Linked DNA regions of Rattus norvegicus: region 2 is linked to region 1. Evidence: chromatin contacts called from public Hi-C data. All regions are on one chromosome and are shown on one strand. The core of a region is the stretch at or near the end of the contact, and the rest is flanking DNA. Distances in the headings are between cores, read along the strand shown.

What was found. A called contact is a pair of places that touch in the nucleus more often than the background predicts.
Region 2: a contact with region 1 is called in a Hi-C map of Schwann cells, with 2.2 times the contacts expected there. The contact joins two enhancer-like sites. A contact is called at or near these places in 4 of 12 Hi-C or Micro-C datasets (Schwann cells, hepatocytes and kidney).

Annotation. Positions count from the first base shown.
Region 1 is chr14:78,615,621-78,620,057 of GRCr8, forward strand. All of the region lies in intron 1 of Sorcs2 (sortilin-related VPS10 domain containing receptor 2), which reads left to right. Among named protein-coding and RNA genes, the nearest start is that of Sorcs2, 22 kb to the left of the region's middle. Within about 2 kb of position 2,836, at least 9 of the 93 cell types and tissues checked have an H3K27ac peak or open chromatin away from gene starts, as enhancers often do. A contact at or near this core is called in Schwann cells, where this site is marked.
Region 2 is chr14:78,668,479-78,672,818 of GRCr8, forward strand. The region is part of intron 1 of Sorcs2 (sortilin-related VPS10 domain containing receptor 2); the gene reads left to right. Among named protein-coding and RNA genes, the nearest start is that of Sorcs2, 75 kb to the left of the region's middle. Within about 2 kb of position 1,258, at least 46 of the 93 cell types and tissues checked have an H3K27ac peak or open chromatin away from gene starts, as enhancers often do. A contact at or near this core is called in Schwann cells, where this site is marked.

The DNA of each region.
Region 1 (4,437 bases), core at 1,586-4,085:
GGGGCCATGCCACCTTCTCCCCTCTCAAGCCTCCTACTCACTACTTCTGGTAAGCCCTTGCTCTGCTAGCTAATTCTTTTAGCTAGGACCAGTCTCTACCATGGCCATGTTGTTGGAGAGGGGGCTGTGTGTGAGCAGTAGAGGAGAAGCTGCAGGTGAACCAGAGGAAAAAGGCTTAAAATGATTGGCGTGTGTGTGTGTGTGTGTGTGTGTGTGTGTGTGTGTGTGTGTGTGGCGTGCACATATGTGTGTGCAACAGACTCTGGACTGTTGGTGGCTGGTGCAGAGGTCACTCCCCTCCCCAGCACAGGAGCTACCTGTCACTCTAGGTGCCTGTGCCTGTGTGCATGTATGTGTACATGTGTATGCTTCCCCATGGAGACCAGAAGAGGGTGTGAGACTCTCCAAAGCTACAGTTGCAGGCAGTTGTGAGCTGCCTCACTCAAGTCCTGTAGAAGAGCACGAAGCACTCTAATGCTGAGCCTTCTGTCCAGACTCAGGTCAAAGGTAAAACCATTGACTAGGCTACCTTGAATCCTCTCTGTCCAGCTTTGGCTTCACAGAACACATAGTACAGCTGGAGGCTTGGTGTCGTCTCCTTTGGGCTGCGGTGGCATCTAGAGTGGCAGGTGGCTCCTGTGCTGGGGAGGGGAGTGGCCTTCTGCACCTGCCACCAACAGTCCAGAGTCTGTTGTCAGTGTAGTTGGGTTACTCAGTGGTCGGACAAACATAGAAACAGAAGGCCAAGAGAGCACCCAGTTAAGTATGCGTCAGAAGAGAACCCACATGGTACAGGAGTTTGTGGTCCAGAGGTCCAGGAGGACACCAAAGACAGTGGTGGTTTTCCCACTGATGCATGTGCTTTGGGGTGTGCAGTTGAGAGCCTGAGAGAAGGGACATCTGACTGGCATTACAGGGATAAGGGGTCAAGCCTTCCTTAGCCACAGTTAACAGGGCGAATTTAGGCAGGTGGTAGTGTCCAAGACCTGGCTTCCCTGAGTGTAAATTGGGCCCCTGGCTATGTGTGAACCACCCAAGGGCCTCCAAAGTCAAGATCTTGCCCTGAATGTTCTATTTCTGAGGACTTGACTAAGCTGGGCGTTGTTTTAGACAGCTGGAGGAACCCGGTGAGGGGTGTCTGTGCTCCTGGCTAACCGCCCTGCCAGGTGTTCCCCATCTGTGTGCTGAGGGTGGACCTTAATGGTTCTCCTTGCCTCGGCCTCCGAGCCAAAAAAGGAAGTTTGTGTCAGATGCAAGCCTGCTTTCACTGTTAGGACATCAAACTATTTGCCTAGAAAGCTGTTGAGCAGGCCACGCCCTACCCTGTTATTCCATGTTGCCTAACTGTGAATTTATCGTTATTCAATACATTCTAAAATTGTGGAAGGACACACATGTTCAGCTGTTTCTGTCACAACGAAATCTCCCGAGGATTGGTAAGCCGAGAAGGCTTTCTTTTCTCCGCTTAACTTTTCGGAGGCATCAGTTATAGATATTGATTCCAGCCCAGCAAAAATAATTCCTCTCTGCAGAGACTGAAGGCATCTAACGACAGTTCCCTGTTGAATCTGTGCAGCTCTCAGCCTCAGAGGGGTGCGCCTGAGGAATGGAGGGATTGTTTAAAGGCATGGTAGGCCTGTCCCCAATTCCTCCATCCCTGCCTTGAAGCCTTCTGCACTGCTCTTGTCCATGCCCTTAGGAGCTGACAGACGCACGGACACTGGAGAGATGAGACCACATGGTTGTGATCTGATGGCTTCAGAACAAACTCACCAGCAATATTTAGAGAACAACCACAGTCCCCCCCCCCCCCCAATCCCGGAAGCAGAGTCTGAACTCGCTGAACCGATTCGAGGCCTCGGGTTGGAGGCCTGCTGCTATCACGTGCTGGTTGATGGAGGGAGCTCTACTGTGATGAGGTCACAAGCTCAGTGACAGGAGCTGTCCTGAAGCAGAAACAGAAGCTTAGGGACAGCAGGTGACATGTCCTCCTGTGTGGGGAACATGCTAATTACATGACATAGACCACCATGCTATTCTGCTCTGTACCCTGGTGCCTTCTGGTTATACCCAGAAGGGCCTTAGGGATAGACTGAAGTTAGGAAGTCAGTGTGGGTGGACCCACAGAGGGAGAGGCCTGAGCCGGGTCGTGGTGCCACAGGTATGGTAGATTTTTCAAACCCAGTTTTCTGAAAATATCTACCCATCATTCACCTAATAGGTTGGTCCAGGCAAATGGATGGGCCACTTTCTGGCTTAAGGGCAGCAGGGTCATGGAGATCTCCACAGTTCTGGGAAGTTCAGTGTGCAGAGCTTTGGGTCAGGTACTGTTCTCATGGGCAGTGTGGCCGCTGTGGATTGGGAAGAGTGTTCCCTCCCACCATGAGGTTGGGCTCTGAGCAACACTGAGAGACCGAGGGCCAGATCCAGTGACACTTCCTGCACACCCGTGTTTCTCTTCTTGTTTCCAAACTGCTGGAGAAACTAAATGATTAATTAAGTGGCGCCCACACAGATTTTTTTTTCCTCCCAAGAATGTTTTTTTTTTTTTTTTTCTTTTTTTAAAACAAAGCAGCGCTTCGCTGGCTTGTCAGAGATGGGGTTGGGAGAGAAAGCTTTAATGGTCTTAATAAATCACAGTTACTCACGTGGGCAGATGCGTCAGGCTGAGGAGGCGCCTGATTAAGCATCTAATTGTGTTGACTGAGCTGGCCACGCCCCCGGGGGCGGCCATATTGCCCAGAGATACTGTGAACAAGCCCTACCACCTCTTCTTGCCTTGTTTCCTGTAACAGAACCAGTACTACAGAGGAGTTGCTCCTGACCTGTGCAGCCACCTTCCGTTGGCTTCACATGTGGGAGCCACCTTAGTTTTCACAAGGTGGGGGCGGGAGGGGGTGCAGGCTCCACCTCTGGCAGCATGGCCAGAGGCATAAGGACTCTACAGCATCATTCTTTGTGCCTAGCCCTTCCTTGGTGCCTTCCTATCCCAGGTCTGTGATGATCAAGTATAGCTGGGGTTGCCAGGTGGTAGTGGGGCATACTTTTAATCCCAGCACTTGGAAGGCAGAGGCAAGGGGAACTCTGAGGCCAGCCTGGTCTACAGAGGGAGTTTCAGGACAGCCGGGGCTACACAGAGAAACCCTGTCTTGAAAAGATATTTTTAGTTAGGGTGGTGGGAGGGTGACCACTAGCCACTGGCCAGTGAGCACTGCCAGCAATATGAATGATAGAGCATGCAGCTAGAACATGCCAGGGGTTGTGCCGGGTTGGTGTGGGCGTTCGTGACACTAGGAAGACATAGCACAGTTGAAGTTGGAAAAGCTGGTGCACCAAGGACAGTTTTATCCAGAAAAGGGCCAGCAGCTTCCTGGAAGGGGAGACTCTCATGTCCGAGGTAGCCACTCAGAGCCTATCCTGCCTCAGTGGAGATCTTGGATCTTACTGGGTAGTACTACCACAGACCCAAACCCAGTCACTGCTATGTAAAAAATAAATCAAGAGAATCTGAGGGATCTTGAACAGTTGGGATGGCTGGGGTTGGGGGGTGTTTCGGAGCCAGTCGTAGGGATGAGTATGTCCCACTGGGGAGACAAAACATGGCTCCCTCTGAAACAGACTGGGAAGCTCATGTCTGCACTGTAACTTGCATATAAATTCTCTGTCATATCTTAGTAGCCCAGAGCTGGCAGCACCCTACCGTCCAGCTGCAGACCTGCTGGGTAAACGAAGGGTGGTTTATCCATACAATGGACTATTATTTGGAACAAAGGAGAAGCAAGTAGTAAAACATGGCTGTACCCCAAGAGCCTTATGCTAAGTGAGTCGCAGCAGGCCACAGACTGTTTGATTTCCTCCTTATGAAATGACTACAGTGGGGGAAATTGAAGGAGACAGGAAGTAGACTGGTGTGGTTGCTTTGGCCTGAAGAAGGTGGTGGTTGGGGAATCAGTAACTAAGACTGAGGCAGTGGAGTGCTCAGACGTCGTCATTGTTGGGGGGGGGTCTGCAGCTGTCCCCAAACCCTTGGGCTGTACCCAAGGTGAGAGGAGTTTAGTAGTGAAGTCTGTGTGAAGTTTCCAAAGAGAGGTAATGAGGTGAGAGCAAAGGGTGGTGGGAAGGGGCCACCTGCTGAGGGACACACGGGCAAAGGAGAGTGGGTGGAGATCAGAGCTGGCACAGCAACAGTGGCACAGTGGCAGGGCGCCCAGGGCTTCTGGGTCAGTGGGAGGGGCCCTACAGAGGAGCTGCAATGGCAAAGATCATTCTCGCTCTGTCCCACCTCGGCTGTGGCGCTCTGCTGTGAGAGCCCTGGGTCTCTGCTGTGGTTCTTCATTATAAGATCTCTTCATGGCCCACTGCTGGGTCTCTCTGCCATGGACTTTCTGCTGTGGCCCCTCTATCACGGCTCTCTGCCTTGGCCCACATGCCTTCCTT
Region 2 (4,340 bases), core at 8-2,507, 51 kb after region 1:
GATAGGCGACATCCAGCCATCCTGAGATGCTTGCCCCATCTCCCATTGTCTTGTACCAACTGCAGCCCCCTAGATGAAGACCCCAGAAAGGGGCGCTTGGTTACATAGCCTAAACCTATCTGTCCATGTGTACCATGAAGTGGGCCATAGCCCTAATGTGCCATGGAGCCCTTGGGCTCTTGGCGCTTCTGACCATGGCTTCTGGTGTGCCAGGCTCTTTGCATTGGCTGCTGGTTTGGGCATCATAGTGTCTTGATCTCCATGCTTCTATCATGACCCCCACTCACCCCACTTTCTGTCCCTGGGTCTACTTCCTTTGTTGGTGGTTGGTCGGGTTGTTCATTTCTGGGTGTGACAGGGAAGGAGTCGACGCACTGCCTGCTGCTGAGGAGCGCAAACATCGGTATCTGCCACAGCAGCCGGATGCCATGGCTGGCACTCAGCCCGCCCGGCTCTAGGTTAGGCTTGGGTAGACATGGCTGCCTTGGGTCAGAAATAAGGGAGATGAAGTGAAAGCCTGCTGTGTCAGCCACATCTCACCTGCTCCGCCACGAAGGAGAGAATGGGTGTCACCTCTGACTTTCAGGTGGGGAAACTGAGGCATGAGTGAGTGAAAACTGTGGCCAGGATCTGAAGATAATTGGCCTGAGCCACTGTTTTCTTGCCCAGGCGAGCTCTCTAAGGAGGACAGACAGTGTCCACTGGGGAGATAGAGGCTGGACCCAGGCTGTCCAGTCTCTGTGCTGTGAACTTGGTTCTCCTGTGGAGAGGGTGATCTCTATAGCTAGCCTTTGGGGAGATGGATCTATGGAAGTTTCAGATCATCACTGTGGCCTTAGCACTGGACAGGGAGCATCTTAGTCAGGGACCCTCCCTAGTCTCGGGAGCACATCAGTACCTGCTGTGGACTGTCTTCCTGCTCTTGGAGCTGTTCCCTGTGCATCTACCATCCATCCTGCCCCCTCTTCCCTTCTTCCTCCCTCCCTTCTCTCTCTTCTCTTTGCCTCTAACTTCAGCTCCTCCCACCTTCCTCCATCTTCCCTCTCCTCCCCCTCCTCCTCTCTTCCACAGAGAAATCCTCGTGGTCACCACACAATGAGGTGATTGTGAGCTGGAGTCCCACTGAAGGCCAGGAACATGGTGGAGGCCTGATTTTCATGAATGATTCGATGCCCGGCCCGGCCCACTGCAGGCAGCAACCTGAGCTCGGGCGGCCAGCTGGGTGGTTTGCTTCAGGGCTTTGTCTGGGAATGAAGAGGCCCTGGCCAGCAGCCATGTTGCCTTGGTATTGGGGAGGAGGGACGGGGATGGCTGTTGGGGCCTGTAGGACAAGCTGGGTCAGCTGGGTCCCAGAGCTATGAGCCACTCTGCAAAGCGGCCCAGGGGCTGGGACTCTGGTCAGAATCTATGGGTAAGAAGGGTGTGGCTGGCCTCATGTAAGATTCTGGAGAAAAGGCCTACTACGTACGTACGTATGTACGTACCACTCACAACATTCCTACAGGAGGATACCGGATTCCCACATTGCTGGACGGGAGGCTGGAACCACTGTGAACCCAGTGTCAGCATGGGGGAGCATGGCAAGCCTTAGAGACAGCATCTCCACCACCCAGAGGGCTCATTTTCTGGCACTGGTGGACATCTCAGCCCTGCTCTGCCTGGTTGTAGTGCAAGTTGGTCAGGGTGGGGACACAAGGTACCCAACACACGGCAGTGAGCTTGAGTAAAAATGACAGGCCAGTTGCTGATGAGACTGTCCAGGAGCTTCTCTGGGGTTGGTGTGACCCTGCCCTCTGCAGGTCTGAGCGGATCTCCTCCAGAACAGCCCTGTCCAGCACTGGTATTGAGACTCAGTGTCAGCTCTGTGGGATCTGCTGCTTCTTCCCGGCTGTAGCGACACCTGCTGGTGGCCAGGCTGGTCCTAATCCTATGGCTCCCAGGTGGCTCTCCCAGGTCCTGCCTCCTAACTCCAGGAGAATATCTGCTTAGCTCCCCAACCCAGCATCTCTCAGGAGCCAGAGTTTCCCGCCCCTTGAACGGATAATGTTTTCTCTCTAATGGCTTGTGAGCCTCATCTGGACAATGGTTTCTCTCTCTGATAGTGTATCAGAGATGAGCTGTAGTATGAATAATGGCTTTCTCTCTAATGGCATGTCAGCGATGAGCCTTGCATTTGGCCTGCACACTCCGATTGTTAACTGAGACCGTGAGCCAGTTGTGGGCAGCTGTGGACAAGCTCTGCCTCTTCTTTCAAAGGCCCTTGGGTGGGATGTGGTAGACTTGGGGGAACACTGGAACTTTGTAAGACCCCCCACTTCTCTTCCCATTGCCTTTCCTCATCAAGGATACCTGGCTCAGTGGTGGCTGAGGCCACTGGAGGACCAGTGGATAGCCATAGGCATAGACTTTGGGCAGTAATCAAGGATCCCTAAGCTTCAGTGTTAACCTCCCATCAAATGGGAATCACAGTTGCTGGAGCCCCTAAGAATCACAGGATAAGAATTGTAGACACTGATCAACCCCCAGTCCTTGTCACCAAGGGAATGCACAGAGATTTTCCCAGGAAGCTGGGGACCCCCTGCAATAGGCAGGAGCATCCTCCTTATTCTCCATAACTTTATTGTCACTGACTGTTGAGGGCATGAAGGGTCTGGGTGTCTCTATTTCCCATTGCCCCCCTGCTAGAGTCCACCTGCCTGGTCTGGCTTCTGACTCATAGGAACAGGCCTCATGACCCTCCCCATCCAGAAACCAATATCTTCTTCCCTCCAGGGATCTGTTCAAATCCTTAAATTCTTGAGACACCAATACTCACTGTTCTGTCCCAAGACTAGCTGAAATCATGCCTCTTTGGATGCCTGGGGGTCATTCTACCTCCCTGGGATAATCACTTCTTTTTCCAAGCCCTGCTCTGTGGTGGGTGGTGATGGCAGGGAATCTATGTGCAGTGAGCCACCATCCCTCAAAGGGCACACTGGTCCCAGGAGGAATGATCAAATACCCCTTCACCACCAAGCCTAACTGTAAGGGAAACCATGCAGTCTCTGCCAGTCTGTCATCAGGACACAGCCTTGACCCTAGTCTGAATGCTACTTTGTGTTCCTTCTGTCAGACTCTGCCCTTCCCCCATGTCAGAAGCCCAGCTCAGCCATGGCCAGTGGAAGGTCAGAAAGTCTGTGGGGCCAAGCAGCTAAGCCACTGGGTGCTGACATAGCCCTTCTAAAGTCTCAGAATTCTGGAATTCTGGGTCCTGTGGCCTACGTTCCCTTCTAGGGCCAAAGTACATCTTCTTAGGTTGTATGACCTGAATGTGCCCAGCAGCATCACAGGAGAGGACACGAGAGATGGATCTTGCTTGTTCTGGCTGGCACCCACATGTAAGCATGCAAGGCCCTGGAAGTCAGGATGGGACTGTGGTGTTGAGATGGGCAGTGTGAGTGCTCCCACTGTGTCCAGCCAGTGAATGAGGAGGACAGGGCCAGTGGCAAGAGAGCCGGATGCTGGCAGGGTTTGCCTCATCCTTCCTGGGATCTTATTCTAGACTCTGGGATGATTTCAGAGGTCGGGATGATTTGAAATCGAAGGCCAGGGCAGATGTTTCTGGAAGATGTTGGGAGCTTTTTGTTACCCTCTGCCAGATTAGCAGCTTGGATTTGGGCTAGACCCAGAAGCCAGGACACATGTACAGGGTTGAAGCCAGATGCCATGAGGACAGGAATGAGGGAAGACAAGGGTGAGGGGAGAGCATTGGCTGCCCTGACTCTAGCCTCAAGCTGGCCCCATCCTAGGGGAAGAGAAGGTCTTGAATCCACTGCATTTCACAACCTGGCTCAGGCTGTATTAGTTCAGGCCTGAGCCCAGCTAGAAGCCACTGTGTGTGGTCCTGGGTACAGAAAGCCCAGAGTGGCTGGGATGAAGGGGAGGGTGTGTAGGAATCCACAAAGCAGTGGGCTGAGTCAGGCCTTTACAGATGTTCTTGCTGGCTGTTGTTCTTGGTAGTGTGCAGATGGGAAGAGCCACTACTAGAGTTCTGAGCAGTGTCTCCAAGTGGTCTCAGCGGGTCCTCTGAGAGAGCTGGGTTGCCCATCAGGTGAGCAGTGATCACGTGCTGGACCCCTATCTGCTCCTGCCTGCATTCCCCGACAGAGTTCACCTCCAGAGCTTCCTGTCTCAGAGACAGAGCAGCATAAACTGACCCAAGAGACTTTCAGCCTGGGACCTTATTTCTTTTCCTTCTAAATCCAAGGACAGTAGCCAGTTCTATCTCAGTGCCCAGTCCAAGGGCAAAGCACCTTGAGTTTTGGGCATCTGCCTATGCCGGCTTCTGCTGTTTCTCCTTC